2 separate regions of the Xenopus laevis genome follow, and region 2 is linked to region 1. The links are chromatin contacts, called in public Hi-C maps. All regions are on one chromosome and are shown on one strand. The core of a region is the stretch at or near the end of the contact, and the rest is flanking DNA. Distances in the headings are between cores, read along the strand shown. Region 1 holds the start of LOC108698715 (ovarian cancer G-protein coupled receptor 1). Region 2 has its middle 6.6 kb from the start of LOC108698716.

Region 1 (7,314 bases), core at 2,194-4,693:
ATTTGCCTAGTGCAGTCCCATTAAGGGTAAAAGTGGCTTGGATATTTTTACATCCCAGGTGCATGACTTTACATTTATCAACATTGAATCTCATTTGCCACTTAGCTGCCCAGATTGCCAGTTTGTCAAGATCATGTTGCAAGGATGCCACATCCTGGATGGAATTAATTGGGCTGGATAATTTTGTGTCATCTGCAAACACTGATACATTACTTACAACACCCTCCCTTAAGTCATTAATGAACAAGTTAAATAAAAGTGGACCCAATACTGAGCCCTGGGGGACCCCACTAAGAACCTTACTCCATGTAGAGAATGTCCCATTAACAACCACCCTCTGTACCCGATCCTGGAGCCAGTTTCTTATCCATCTGTAAATTATCTCATTAAACCCAGCAGTTGTTTGTGGGGCACAGTATCAAACGCTTTGGAAAAATCCAATAATCCAATCCAAGATTTCTTGGATAAAAAAATAATATTAGATATGCATGGCAGGGTCTGATTCACATTCAGAATTTTAGGATAATAAAATTGCCTTTTACTCTTTTTTTTCCTTTCCTGCACATTCTCTTAGCTTTATGCTATCCCTTCCTTTCCTTTTCTATGAAACCTCTGACCTACAATAAACACAATTGTTAGTCAGAACAGAGCAGAGAGATTTGTTTCCAATTAGTCAGGCTTTAGACAGGTCTGAATGTGTCAGTTAATCCTCGATCTGCACATGAAAGTCTGATAATGAATGATTTCACTTGCACATGAATGAATCAATAGCGCAGCCTCTTAGCAGCCTGGCCACATACACAGCAGCTTGCTTGAGGAGTATTCATTTGCAAGCATCTGTTTAACCCCTTTATCTGCTGGAAGGCCATATATAAAGCTTGAGGCAGAGTTCATAGCTTTCCTTATTGATGACACTCGCATGAACAGCAACTTGCAGTAGTTTTAATGCTTTTTATTCAGATCCCAGCAAGTGTTCATACTTGAAGAAGGGGGACTGCCCCCCAAAATGTTTGCAGAGATCTGAATTAAAAAGTATTAAAACTACTGCAAGTTGCTGTTCATGTGAGTGCCATTTTGGTTATGGTTTATTGGAGTTATATGGTTAGGGCCATATTAAATAAAGTAACGTGAGGGAAACAGGAGATGCACCAAAAGCACCCAAGACTCCTGCCACATTGGTTTCTCCAGAAATCAGTGCTGTTATGTACAGATTGCTACAACATTGCGGGTATCGGAAGAGCAAAACGGAAAATGAAATGACTTTAACTAATCCCCAGACAAATGTCACAAACACCCAGAGATTTATTTTAATCTCCAGCTGAACTTCATGGTTTTCTGTGCCCAGTGTCGGACTGGGACACCAGGGGCCCACCCAAAAACCTTTGACTAGGGGCCCACCAATTAATCTTAGACCAGGGGCCCCACTCTTAGAACTATTATTCTTCTTCTCCTCACTCAACCTCTATTCTCCTAGTCTGTTTTCTTTACATACTATAATACTATAATCTATTATTCCATCTATTTAGCCACTTTGTTCTCATAAAAATAGGGAATGGCCATGAAATAGGCCAAATGTTTAGCAGCATAAGGGCCACTGACACCTGAGCCCACCAGGACTTTTCCTGGTATCCCTGTGGGCCAGTCCAACACTGTCTGTGCCCTCCTAAAAGGATCTTTTAAAATAACCTCTGATGCAGTTGCACAAGTATTATTAACTAAAATTAAAAACAGACCCAATGATGATCCATTTCAGTGCATATATCAAGCCCTTAACTTACTGGACCAACATGGCCCATTTTCCTCACAACTAGTGGCTAGTGATCCAACCAATCCAACAAGTCTTTCAGGGTTTGCACTTGGTTGACTGAGCTCTAAGGATTTGTTGGATTTAGAGAGTGTGCCTCTACATCCCAGAGCAGTATAAAAAAAATATGGCAGTCCTTTAGTCAAATTTTACATTTTGGGGCAGATTTATCAAGGGTCGAATTCAAAATGTGAATTTTTTAATTTGACTATTTGACTATTTGAGTGTAATTCGACTAGGGAATAGTCCAGATTCGATTTGATTAAAAAAAATGGTCATGTACTGTCCCTTTAAGAATTCAAATTCGAATATTTGTCATCTAAAACCTGGCGAATTGGTGTTTTAGCCTATAGGGGACCTCCTACAATTAATTTGGAGGCGTTTGGTGGACTTTTAAAAATCAAATTATTATTTTTTTTTTTGCCAGCACAATTCAAACAGCCATATGCTGGCAACTATATACGTATCGACTATAAAAAAGGGAGATTGGTGGGTGAATAAATTTAAACCCGAAATTTCAACATTTGAATCTTGATAAATTTCGATTGGTCGTTTTTTTCTTTCTTTCAAATTTCCAGTTTATGGGAGATTATGGGAGGTTTTTATAAACTAGCACTCAGAGCTCGATGCATGCGAGCTCTGAGTGCCAGTTTTTCTTTTATTACGCTGACTACAATTGGGGTTGCCGATCCCTTCTGACTGTGCACCGGGCCAACTTATGCTGGAGAGTCCAGGGTGTGCTGGTGGGTTCTGGAAATTAGGTTTTTATAAACTCCCATAAACTATAAATTCGACCCTTGATAAATATGCCCCTTATTGTCATTTCCATGGTTTAAACATATTCACCCACCGATGTCTCTTTTTTTTCATAGTCGATATATGTATAGTTTCCAGCATACAGCTGTTTAAATTGTTCTGGCATTGGAAGTAGCACAGTACTAAGAATAATACAATTATTACAACTCTCTCTATTGCATCACAAATCAATCTGAGCTTATCTGTTATATGTATGCAACGTTGCATGTGCTCTTGTAATGGAGGCTAAAGAAGGCAAAGCTTCCTACATTCCTCAATTCTGGCAGTGTGTTAGTGCCATTGTTTCGAGATTAGACTGCCAGGAACACAACAAAATGACTGCGTTCTGTAAAGCTGCTCAAACAAAATCATAGACCTGAATTTCAATGAACGATTAATGAATTATTTTAGTTACTGGTAGAACAAGTATTTTCATATAAATGACTGTATTCTATGAAATGCTCTGGTTCTGGCTGTGTCTCTTATGTACAAAACCACTGGGAGACAATTTGTGGCCAGAACATATTATCAGTAGAGGTTTATGAGAATTCTGCAGCTTCCCCAGTGGCTCTATTATAAGAAATAACTGGAGATCAGGAGGGTCACTAACCTCAGTGTTCCTGCCAGTAGCAGCAGCAGCAGCAGCAGATAACCTCTTCGTATTCTCAAAAGCCTTGAACTTGTGCAAACACAATCTACAAACGTTCTTGTGTCTTCCGTTCCAGCCCACAAGTTCCTAGCCATCCCCTTACACAGGTACCAAGTGTTTCCACTGCAGTCTTCTAGCTCCCTGCTCAATTCCTTTCTGCTCCACCCCTGGATAATGCAAATACCAGGGATACATTCTATAAATCCGTGTGTAGGTAGGCAAACAGTGGGACTTTCTGCATTTTAACGTTAATATGTTTAGAAAGATGGATTATTTCATCAGCCGGGATCTCACCAAAGCAAATCCCTCAAGCTTATAGGCTTTAATGCTGTGGGAGAAGGGAATTCACAGTTAATCACAGGGACATTTTGCAGCTACAGAATGTTCATTGATTCAAAACGGTCATATTTTTTTCTAACTATAGGTCTTGTTGACAATGAAAATAAAGATCAAATTAAATAAAAACCCAATGCCTTTTCCGGGTCACGATGAATAAAAACCAAATGCCTTTTCCCAGATAAAACTGAATCCATTTACTAATATAATGCAATATTTTACTGCAAGAATGTAACATAAAAAGGATTGCATCCTGCGCCTAGAACAATTCTTAGAGTTTTGTGTAAATGCTCTAAATGGAAATGTCTCAGGAATGTCCTTTTATTGCTCCTTCTCTGGAAACTTAATACCAATTATGATGACAATTGTTTCTGGCAGTCTTCTGGTTCCTATAGTATAAATTGCTGCTCCCAAAAGATTCTTTTCTTTGTATTGATATCAAAGAGTACCAACAACAGTGCATAACTGCATCTCCTACAGGTAGAACGATATAATTTGAAAGTTTATTTGGGGGGTGTATATATATATATATATATATATATATATATATATATATATATATATATATATATATATATATATACATATACGGGACCAATACTAGTAACTTCTTCTGCAGGACCAAGACACAGAAATATATCAAATGAGCAAGCAAAAGGTCCCAAAAGTAAAGCATTCATGTGTTTATTCCATTCCACAGCATTACTGCCCCGGTGCTAAATCCAATTGCCTCAAGGCAGGGAAGCAGATCGCTTGATGCCAAACTGACTTTTCTTCAAGAGAAACTTTAATTTTAAAGAAAAAATACCTGTAAATCTCTGCAGTATTTCTACTCTGTAACAAATCCAGCTGTACTGTGCTTTGCCATTCCTTTGCTTTACTTATTTCATCACCAAAAGGGTTGATCATCTAGAGGTGCATTTGGTCCTTGAAGGGATTATTGCAGCTCCCCGCTGCCCTTAGTCCTCTTGTTTATTTGCGCTTCAGGAGGAAATTTTATATTTCTGAATGTTAACTCTTCGCATGTAATTTAACTATGAATGACCCTTTCAGAACATTAGTCGTGGAAGAATCTAGGTGGCTTCTTTAAATAAAAATTGAACATCTTATTCCCAGGTATTGTAGTACTGAAAAAACATGCCAAGAAGGGTGAGCATGCAGCAGCAGTCAATGCTTAGCAATGCCTGGAAAACAGGAATGTGCACCTGCCAATCACTGCACGGACCAGTGAGTATCCTGACAAATACTCCATGTGATGCAATATTAACTGGGTTCCTCAAAGCAGATAGCTACCTTACATTGGAAAAAAAATTATATATATTCAATTCAAACTTATTTTATGCTTATTTGGAAATATTGCAATTGAATAGCAGTCTATCCTATTGCCTTCTCATTTTGCCAGACTACAGCAAAATGTATCCGGAATCATCAGTTCACAATATCTTGCATAGGGGCTGGTCTTGCATGCAGGCTACCAGGAAAATCCTTGCTTGGCACTCGACTGGGTGGATAATAATTCCAGAATGAAAAAATGTGGAGGGTTTTAATCTCTGTTGATTTCACAATGTTCAAAAAGGCAATATTTGATACAAAGTGTATACAAGAAAGAATTAGTTTAGGAGTCTAAACTGTGAATAGTCAAGGGAATCCAAGGAGCCTGCTAAGTATATAAGGCTGGTTGGGTTTTTCAGGATGAATCAATGGGAGTGCAGGAGTTTAAGCATTAAGGTGGCCATACACTGGCAGATTAAAGCTGCCACTATCGATCCTTTAGACCCAGGGCTGGATTTCCTATCTGGCCGCCCCTAATCCACGCGGTCCTAGCGCCCACACTGCCCCCCCTCCCCACTAGTGCAAGCGCCAGGGCACTGGGGAGCTGCACGCCCTCCGTGCTTCTCAAAAACCAGCATATTTTGCCACCCACGGCCCAAGCCTTCTGGCCTCTTTAGACCAATGCTCGTGTAGGGACATTCCAACGGGTCTCCCAGATCAATATCAGGACAAATATTTGCAAGAAATCGATCGGGCAGGCTTGATTTTTTTGGCAATTGAGGCCTACATCGGATAGTTGTGTGGTCCTCTTCCAGTCAGTGCCCAATTCCTTCATTGTAATCCGTTCGTTTGATAAAGGGCCAAACGATCAGAAAACCCCCTCACCTGCATAGTTACTTACATGGTAATGTTGGGTTGAGAAATTCAACCCAAGTTCAACTCCAAATGACCACAGTGCGTATTTACTTAGACATATCAATACACTCACATATAAACTATATACACACCATTAGCTATACTAATTGTAGATTTTAGTATCACTTAATCGCTTTGAATATAAGGCTTGTTCAAGAAATCACCCAAGCCCCTCTTACAAGTGTTAACAGGATCGGTCAACACAACATCTGAAGGGGTTGATAAGCTTGATAAAGGGCTGGTTATGCCCGAAACGTTGCTTCATTTGCACAAATTTTTTCACTATACCAGAGTGCTGCTGGAGTTTGTATCGGAATTTGAACTGGACCTGGGCAGACAGAGTCGCAGCTGGCACCCGACGCTACAAAAAGCGGTGAGATTGATTGTGTAGCACTACTCTCTATGTTTGTGAACATCTGAAGGGGTGGCCTCTGGTGCGGTTATCCTTTTTATGCGGCAAACATTCTCCTGCTATCTTTCATATCCTCTCATTTTCTTGTAAAGTTTATGTAACCCCCCTTTTTTCTCAATCTCAATCCAAACCTTAAAAACCCCCTACCCCCCAACCCTACCTAGACCACCCTCCCTCCTCCCCCCCAGCCTGGGAAAATCGGACATTTTTGTGACTCGGCACATCTGCAGTTGTTCGGGACAAAAAGATTACTCCAACTGCGCATGCGATGAAATTCTGATCTGCTTCCGAAGTTTAACGAAGAAAAGAAGATGCAGTGAACTCCCGAGGACAGAATCTGCACGGTAAGTAAAAAGTGAGGGCAATTTGCCCTGGGTACCAAGTAGGCTGGGGGGAGGAGGGAGCAGGTCTAGGTAGGGTTGGGGGTTTTTAAGGTTTGGGTTGAATTCTCCTTTAACCAGTTTAGTTGCACTTCTCTGCACTCTCTCCAGCTCATTTATATCCCTCTTAATGGCTGGAGCCCAAAACTGCACGACATACTCCAGATGAGGCTTCACCAGGGACCTATAAAGAGGCACAATTTTACTTTCATTCCTTAAATGAATGCCCTTTTTATGCAAGACAATACTTCCCCTATATGTGCCAGTGTTAATATAAAATATTGTTACAACAGTGCTGGTCAGTTATCCACCATTCCTACCATCACCACCAAGTAGTGGAGGAAGTTGTCAGGAGAAAGAAAGAGGGCTGGTGTAATGTTCTTCTGGAGAGGAAAAACATTAGAAACTTCACATCACTTTTCTCACATGTTGTGGAAGGACTTCAAGCAGGTCCTGCAAGAAACTGTTCTGTAAGGAAGAATGGGCTAAAATGCCTCCAAGCTGATGCAGGACTAATCAACAATTACAAGATTGTTTAGTCGACCAATACTGAAAGTTAGGGGATTTAAATACCACACACAGATATGCACCATTTTACTCAAAAACCAATTGAAATTTTTTGACACACTTTTGGGACTTAGATGATCTCTATTTCACCCTTTAGGTCAAATCACTGAACATAACAGTACAAAGCTATGTGCCATTCTAGTATTCAACATAAAAATAATATAGTTCAATAAGTCAGTATATA
Region 2 (7,314 bases), core at 2,574-5,073, 82 kb after region 1:
AGTTAAAGAGGCAGTTTACCTTGATAAAAACATACTGCTTTACAGAGAACATCACAAATAATGACTTTTTTACTATTTTGCTATTATTTAAGTTTTAAGTAAAACAATTTCATTACTTCACATGTTTGGTAGTACATTTGTCTTAGAATTCAGATATGCAACATAAAGTCAGTAACAGTATCAAATAAAGTAAATGAAACCGGTGCTACACTTTTAAGTTTTAAATCTGCAAACACCATCCTACTGAGTGCATCATTAATCAGCATGATACAATTTCATCTCCACATTTAGAACTTGAAGCTTGATAAAGGGCTGGTTATGCCCGAAACGTTGCTTCATTTGCACAAATAAATTTCTTTCACTTTACCGGAGTGCTGCTGGAATTTGTATTGGAATTTGTACTGGACCTGGGCAGACAGAGTCGCAGCTGGCACCCGACGCTACAAAAAGCGGTGAGATTGATTGTGTAGCACTACACTCTATGCTTGCACATTTAGAACTTATATCCAGAGCCCTGTTTTCTATATAGGGACAGAAGGCACATGCCTAGGGCAGCAGCTTTTTTGGGAGCAGTCGTGTATATAGAAAAAAAATGCTTTCCACCTATCCTGCCACCAGGCAGACAGAAGGGGCATCAGGAGAGCTGTGCTGGATATAAATACAGTGAATCCAATGAAGTTTGTGAGCATGGGTGCCCAACATACTAACAAGGATACAAGGAACCTATCTATAATTTACAAGCAGATAAGAATAATTAATAACTTGAGTGTTAGAACTGATGCCAATTACTTGATCCACATGGCACATAGGTTGATAGAGCCACAAGGTACAATAGTATAAACATTTCTAGGGTTGTGTCTCCTTGTCTGGTCCAGTGGAAGGCATAATGCAGCCAATTAACCCCAGTCATATGTAGATATACAAAAGGTTCCTGACATCCCTTGGGATAATGTGGTTGTTCAAAAATTATCACTAAAATCCTTTTGTATTTCCTTAATTCTTGGCATATTACATGATCATTAAAACTCTTTTTTAAACTGGGTGGGGGCAGGAAAAAACTTTTTTTAACTTTTTTAAAGGAGTAAAATATAGATAATTTAATAAATATAGGTTAGACCAACAACCCACTAACCCAAAGTCCCATATCTATACCCGCACCTGAAAATCCTACCCGCAACCTCCAGGGTATATACTTTTTTTGTACCTGCTGCAGGACTCTACCATAAACTAAACATGAACTTCTGCCATGTGTTAATGTGTTAAAGTACACATGCACACATGCGCATGTTCAATTTATCATCCTGTTTTATTAAAATAATTAAAAATGCTGTGTATTATAATGAAAAAAAGTTCTGTATATTATATTCATTACTAAAACCCTAAGCTTAGATATTATTTGAAGCATATGTCATTGAAGTCAAATCAGAAATGCATGTTAACGCCTTCCTGACGCGTTTCTCACCATTGGGTGCTTCATCAATGTTTCATTGATAAAGGCCTGATGACCAGTTAACGAGTACAGGAGGCTATGCCATAAAAGCAACTGCTTGCCAAATATTCATTCTGATGCCTAGCTTTACTCACTCCCCCTCCCTCAACCTGGGCACTACTTGCAAGGAGTTTGTATCTTCTCCAGGTGTCTGCTTGGGCATTAACTTTTGAGCTAACTTTTAGTATGATGTAGAAAGTGATATTCTGAGACAATTTGCAGTTGTTTTTCATTTCTATTATTTGTGGTTTTTGAATTATTTAGCTGTTTATCAAGCAGCTCTCCTGTTTTCAATTTCAGCAATCTTGTTGCTGGGGTCCAAATAACCCTAGCAACCATGCACTATTTAAAATTAGAGACTGGAATATGAATAGGAGAGAGCCTGAATAGAAAGATGAGCAATAAAAAGTAGCAATAACAGTACATTTGCAGCCTTACAGTGCATGGAAAGAGTCAGAAGGCAAATAATTCAAAACTAAAACAAATAAACAATGAAGAACAACTGAAAAGTTGCTTATAACTGACCATTCTATAACATACAAAAATGTATCTTAAAGGTGAACTCCAAAATACATACAGGCCAGTAAAGTTCTGCATAAATGTTTGTATGAGATCAGAGTATTCTTCTCCCTAGTTCTCTGTCTACCTGCATTCTATTCAGGCCTTCCGGCTGCTGGATCTTATCTTCCTCTGTCTATGACAACATCAGTCCAGTTACAGATGAACATCCTTTTTGGCTATGGGACAGGAGAAGTACTTGAAGCATCCTGGGAGCCCCAGGGTACATCTGTTAAACAAGGAGTGAATGATAGAGACTGTCCAAGCGGGCCCAGATTTGTTGAGAGGCCACCAAGGCCCGGGCCTAGGGTGGCAGAATTTTAAGGGGCGGCATGCTGCCCAACCACACCGATATTGGTTCAGAAACACTGGGGACGAGCAGGAGATATGATCGTTTTTTAAATCTCCCGTGTCCCAATCCCCATTGCTCCAGTCCCAATGATGAATAAAAGGGAGGGATCAGGGGGTGACGAACGAAAGCAGGCCTAGGGGTGCTCTCTATGTAAATCCGACCCTGTGTCCAAGAGAACATGGAGAACTCTGCTGAGTTGTGTGAGGCTTGGAGCGCCAACTGTGCAGAGAGCTGCAACAAAGCTGCGAGGCGTTCAGCTTCCCATTGTATTAGATATCCGCTACACTTATTACTGTATTTTTTTTAGGAATGCACTGGATCCACTATTTTGGGATTCGGGCAAATCCCGAATCCTTTGTGAAACTAATTTGCATATGCAGATTAGCACCAGGAAATGCAAAAGAAAACCAGGCCAGCTGCATGTTTTAAAAATGTTTTTGACTTTCTTGTTTGACAAAAAGTCAAAGGATTTTAAATATTCCAATTTGGTTTGGTTTATGTTGGTTGTGTCTCCTTTGGCTACAGCCTCGGGGCAGCAGTACCTGGGTCAGAGGAAATATTCCAATGTGGTTTGATCAGTGGCTTAGATTCAGCAAATTAGAATTCTGCTGAAAAAGGATCAAATCCTGTATTGGATTTGGTGCATGCCTTTATTTTATATTAATGCTGCATCCTGTGTCTGCCACTTTATCTTTGTAAATTAATATGATTGTGCTTTGCAAATTATGTGTTTGCTCCCCCTTTCTGTACAGTTAATGTACTAAGTGCTTGCATATATAACAAATGTTATTTAAATGTGTTTATTGTTATTTCTTTTGTTTTGGCTTTTTTTTTAATTTTGTTGTTGAAATTTTTGCTGTTTTGTTCTAATATGCTTCATGTAACATTCCAGCATTTGTTAAAAGAGAAATAAAGGTATAATCATTGTGTGGTGCCAAAATGTTAGGCAGGCACACCCCAGTGGGTATAATCGCCTACCTGATAGCCCAGTCAGTGCTCCTGTTCATTAATAATTGCCCTCTTGGGGTACTTCTGTAGAAGCTCAATTTCGCCATCCTCTTTGCAAAGCTATCTTTTTACCCTATGCCACATGCCTTTCCAGTAGGATTTCTTTGTATGATCAACCTCTGTTATACCACTGGAATATGACATGGGCTGATCCATAAAATTCACAAGTTTCCTATGTGAATGACAAAAAATATTATAAAGGAGTAAGCAAGTGAGGTACAAATGCAGACATGCTAGATTGCAGGCATATAGATATGTTGTTATAATCTCTCTGAAGGGATGGATAATTTCTAGTAGTTACTAGAACTAAGTAAGTTAAAGGGGACCTTATAATTAGAGGAAGAGGAGACAGCAGTTTGTGAGCAGGTGGGTTAGAAGGCAGCCAGGCAGAGCATGTTAAACGGAAGGGCTGAGGCAGCAGCCAAGTGTAGCAGCTTTGTATAGACAGGAAGGAAGATACACAGAGGAGCACACTCATGTAACCAGCAGGGACTTTTGAACACAAGCCATCATTTCATTCCAAATGATTATTATGGTTTATTTATAAAAGAGTAAGTATAGCTAACAGCTTTCTCTGATAACAGAGAGACAGTGATAGTGACAGAAAGCTGGCCCTATGTCTGAATGCTCATTTTTGATCTCCAGTGCTCACTCTTGTGCCTGTAAGTTGAGGATCAACTAACTTCACTCAGTACTGTCTAATAGATCATTTTTGGGAATCCCAGATATATAGCTGTAATAAGCCTTTATGCTTATGTTGGTTGTGCCTGGGTCAGAGGAAATATTGGGTAAGCTGGATTTATCTTTCTGCTGACAAGAAGTCACTGGACTGAGAGGTTTTTAACATATGTGCAGGGTTCGGGCAGTGTGCATCTGAAGCACGTGGTTTAAACAGTGAGCTTTCTCTTCAGCTCTGTATAAACAGCTTATTATAGGAAAACAGTACCCCCAAAATTAATACTTAATCAACAGATCGTTTATATCAAATCAAGTAGCCTATTAAAGAATCTTCCCAAACTGGAATATATATTTAAAGGAGAAGGAAAGCTCCAAGACAGTTTATTGCCAACAGATAAGCCACACTAGTGCAAGCTAGAATGCTTTATTTTTTCTGCAAAATGCTTTACCATACCTAAGTAAACAGCTCTAGACACTGTCTCTGTTTGTTTAGGATAGAAGCTGCCATATAAGTTTGGTGTGACATCACTTCCTGCCTGAGTCTCTCCCTGCTCACTTACAGCTGTGAGCTCTGATTACAGCAGGGATGGGAGGAGGGAGGGGGAGAGGAGAAAACTGAGCATGCTCAAGCCCTGCCCTGGAGGTTTAAGCTGAAAACAGGAAGTCTGATACAGAAGCCCATAAGTACACAGTAAAAGGAAGAAATGCTGTGTTTCTTTTGACAGAGGACTCAGAGCAGCATTACTTTGAGGGTTAACTGGTGTATTTATATAGACCTTTCTGATAATGCTTACTTAATTTTAGCCTTTTCTTCTCCTTTAAGTAAATATTGCCCTTTTACATCTCTTGTCTTGAACCACCATTTCGTGATTGGTCTGTGTGCTGCCTCAGAGATCACCTGACCAGAATAATACAACTCTAACTGTAACAGGAAGAAGTGTGGAAGTAAAAGACAGAACTCTGTTAATTGGCTCATGTGACCTAACATGAATGGTTTTGTTTGGTTTATTTGTGTGCACCGTGAATCCTAGAATCCCAGGGAGCTGCCCTTATTTTTTAAAATGGCAGTTTTCTATTTATAATTAACCAATGGCACATAATACTTAACAAGCATATTATTATGAAAATGGTTTATTTCCATGAAACAGGGTTTTTGAAAATTATCTGTTTATGCAATATGTTTTTATAGAGACCTAGATTGTTCTGGGGGTATAGATTTCCTTTAACTAAAATCGTCCTTTCTTTGGAATACATGTTCTTACCCATAAATATGATGCTGGGATTGACAAATGTATACTCAACTGTATGATGTTTCTTTGTCCACTTTCCCCTTTAAATTAACCCTGTGCTTATATTGGAATACAAAAACTGGTCAGTTGGTTGATTGGCAGCTGTCTGAACCCTCCCCATTGTTGAGGGTGCTGTGGGTTATCACTTCTTTTCAGTGTGCAACAATACCACACAGAGATTGGAAGTCAGAGGCTTTGACATGGTATTGATCAAGAAAATTCCATTTTGAAAGAATCTTAAGGGTAGCCATGGTCACTCATGCGCTTATGTCCAGAGCTGGGGGTCATTCCATCTGTCATCCCTCACCCTATTCAGTCATGACAATACCTGCAGTCACTTTCAGTTATCACCAAACAGCATGTGGGCACCATGTAGGCAGAATTCAACTCAGTAACAATGACATTACATTTGGTTATTGCATTATGATACAGAATGATCAAAGGTTTTTTTTCAGCCATATATCAAATAAGTGACAGTTGCTAACTATAGTTAAGAGTTTTGTAATGGGTACACATACTATCAAAGGCTATTGTGATATTAAAATCTGTAGATAGTATAGATATGGGTAGCTATAATTTATGTGAGGGTATGGGGGGCTCTATCTATCTATCTATCTATCTATCTATCTATCTATCTATCTATCTATCTATCTATCTATCTATCTATCTATCTATCTATCTATCTATCTATCTATCTTTCTACATGTATGGGATCCCTTATCCAGAAACCTGTTATTTAGAAAGCTCTGGAATACAGGATGAGCGTCTCCCATAGAGTCCTTTTTAAGCAAATACTTGGGGGGGGGTCATTTATCAAGGGTCGTATTTCAAATTCATGTGAGTTTTTTAAAACAATTAAAAAACTAGACTTAAGCTGGCCATAGATGTTGAGATTTTTAAAAGATCAGATCCTGATCGTGAGACCAATATCTTCTCAGAACGATCGTACGATCGTACGAATTTACCATCAACTAAAAAGACCAATTTGGCAGGAAAACAAAGGGGAGCTGCCTGCTTGGCCCTGCAAACATAGAGAGATTGCACTGGGACCGACAAAGATTTTTTGACCTGGCCGATCAATTTCCTGACAGATGTCGGCCGAAAAATCGTAGGATGTACGATCGTTCGAATACCACTAACCGCACGATAATTTCGAAGGATTGGTCGGACTTCCCTAAAATCGGTCGTTCGGCAAGAAGAATCGTCGCGTCTATGGGGACCTTTAGGGAATTTTAATAATAAAAATGAATTGTAAAAACTCGGATGAAATGAAACTAAATTAGATTCTAATTTGATCAAACTCGAATGTTAGGAAGGCTGCAAACATCTCCAAATTGCTCACTGGACCTCTCCCATTGACTTATACAGCAATTCGGCAGGTTTTAGGTGGCGAATAGTCAATTTCGAATTCTTAAAGGGCCAGAGTATGATAAATCTCGAAATTCGATTCGTTTTTTAAAAAAAACTCTAATCGAGTTTGGATAATTCCCTAGTCAAATTTGACAGTTTTGACCATTAAAAAAAAGTGAAAATTTCAATTCGACCCTTAATAGATCTGCCCCATAATGTTAAAAATTATTCCCTTTAGCTGTATAATAATAAAACAGTACCTGGTAACTAAGCATGAATCTATATTGGTGGCAAAGAATCCTATTAGGGTAATTTATTCTTTAAATTATTCTTTTAATGGACTTAAATTATGATGATCCAAATTAAGGAAAGATCCCTTATCTGGAAAACCCATGACCTAAGCATACATATGATGTATCACAAAACAGCTTTACAATATGCTGCAAATATATGACAACAGGGGTGTTATGAAAGTATTTAAATGGGTAATTCACTGCTTATTTAACCTCAAGTATGGTATAGCATGGCCAATTCTTAGCAACTTTCCAGTAGGTCTTCATTTCTTTTTTCCTCTGACTCTTTCGATATTT

Evidence for each region. Hi-C and Micro-C count contacts between places; a contact is called where the count stands out from the background.
Region 2: a Hi-C map of the XL177 cell line shows a contact between it and region 1, with 4 times the contacts expected there. The contact joins the enhancer-like site here to the promoter of LOC108698715 in region 1. A contact is called at or near these places in 3 of 4 Hi-C or Micro-C datasets (the XL177 cell line, the XTC cell line and animal cap).

What each region holds. Positions count from the first base shown.
Region 1 is chr8L:77,956,327-77,963,640 of Xenopus_laevis_v10.1, forward strand. It overlaps LOC108698715 (ovarian cancer G-protein coupled receptor 1), which reads right to left and starts at 3,444. Exons shown (of 2, transcript XM_018230420.2): 1 at 3,210-3,444.
Region 2 is chr8L:78,037,953-78,045,266 of Xenopus_laevis_v10.1, forward strand. No RefSeq gene overlaps it. Among protein-coding and RNA genes, the nearest start is that of LOC108698716, 6.6 kb to the left of the region's middle. Within about 2 kb of position 3,824, at least 1 of the 7 cell types and tissues checked has an H3K27ac peak or open chromatin away from gene starts, as enhancers often do.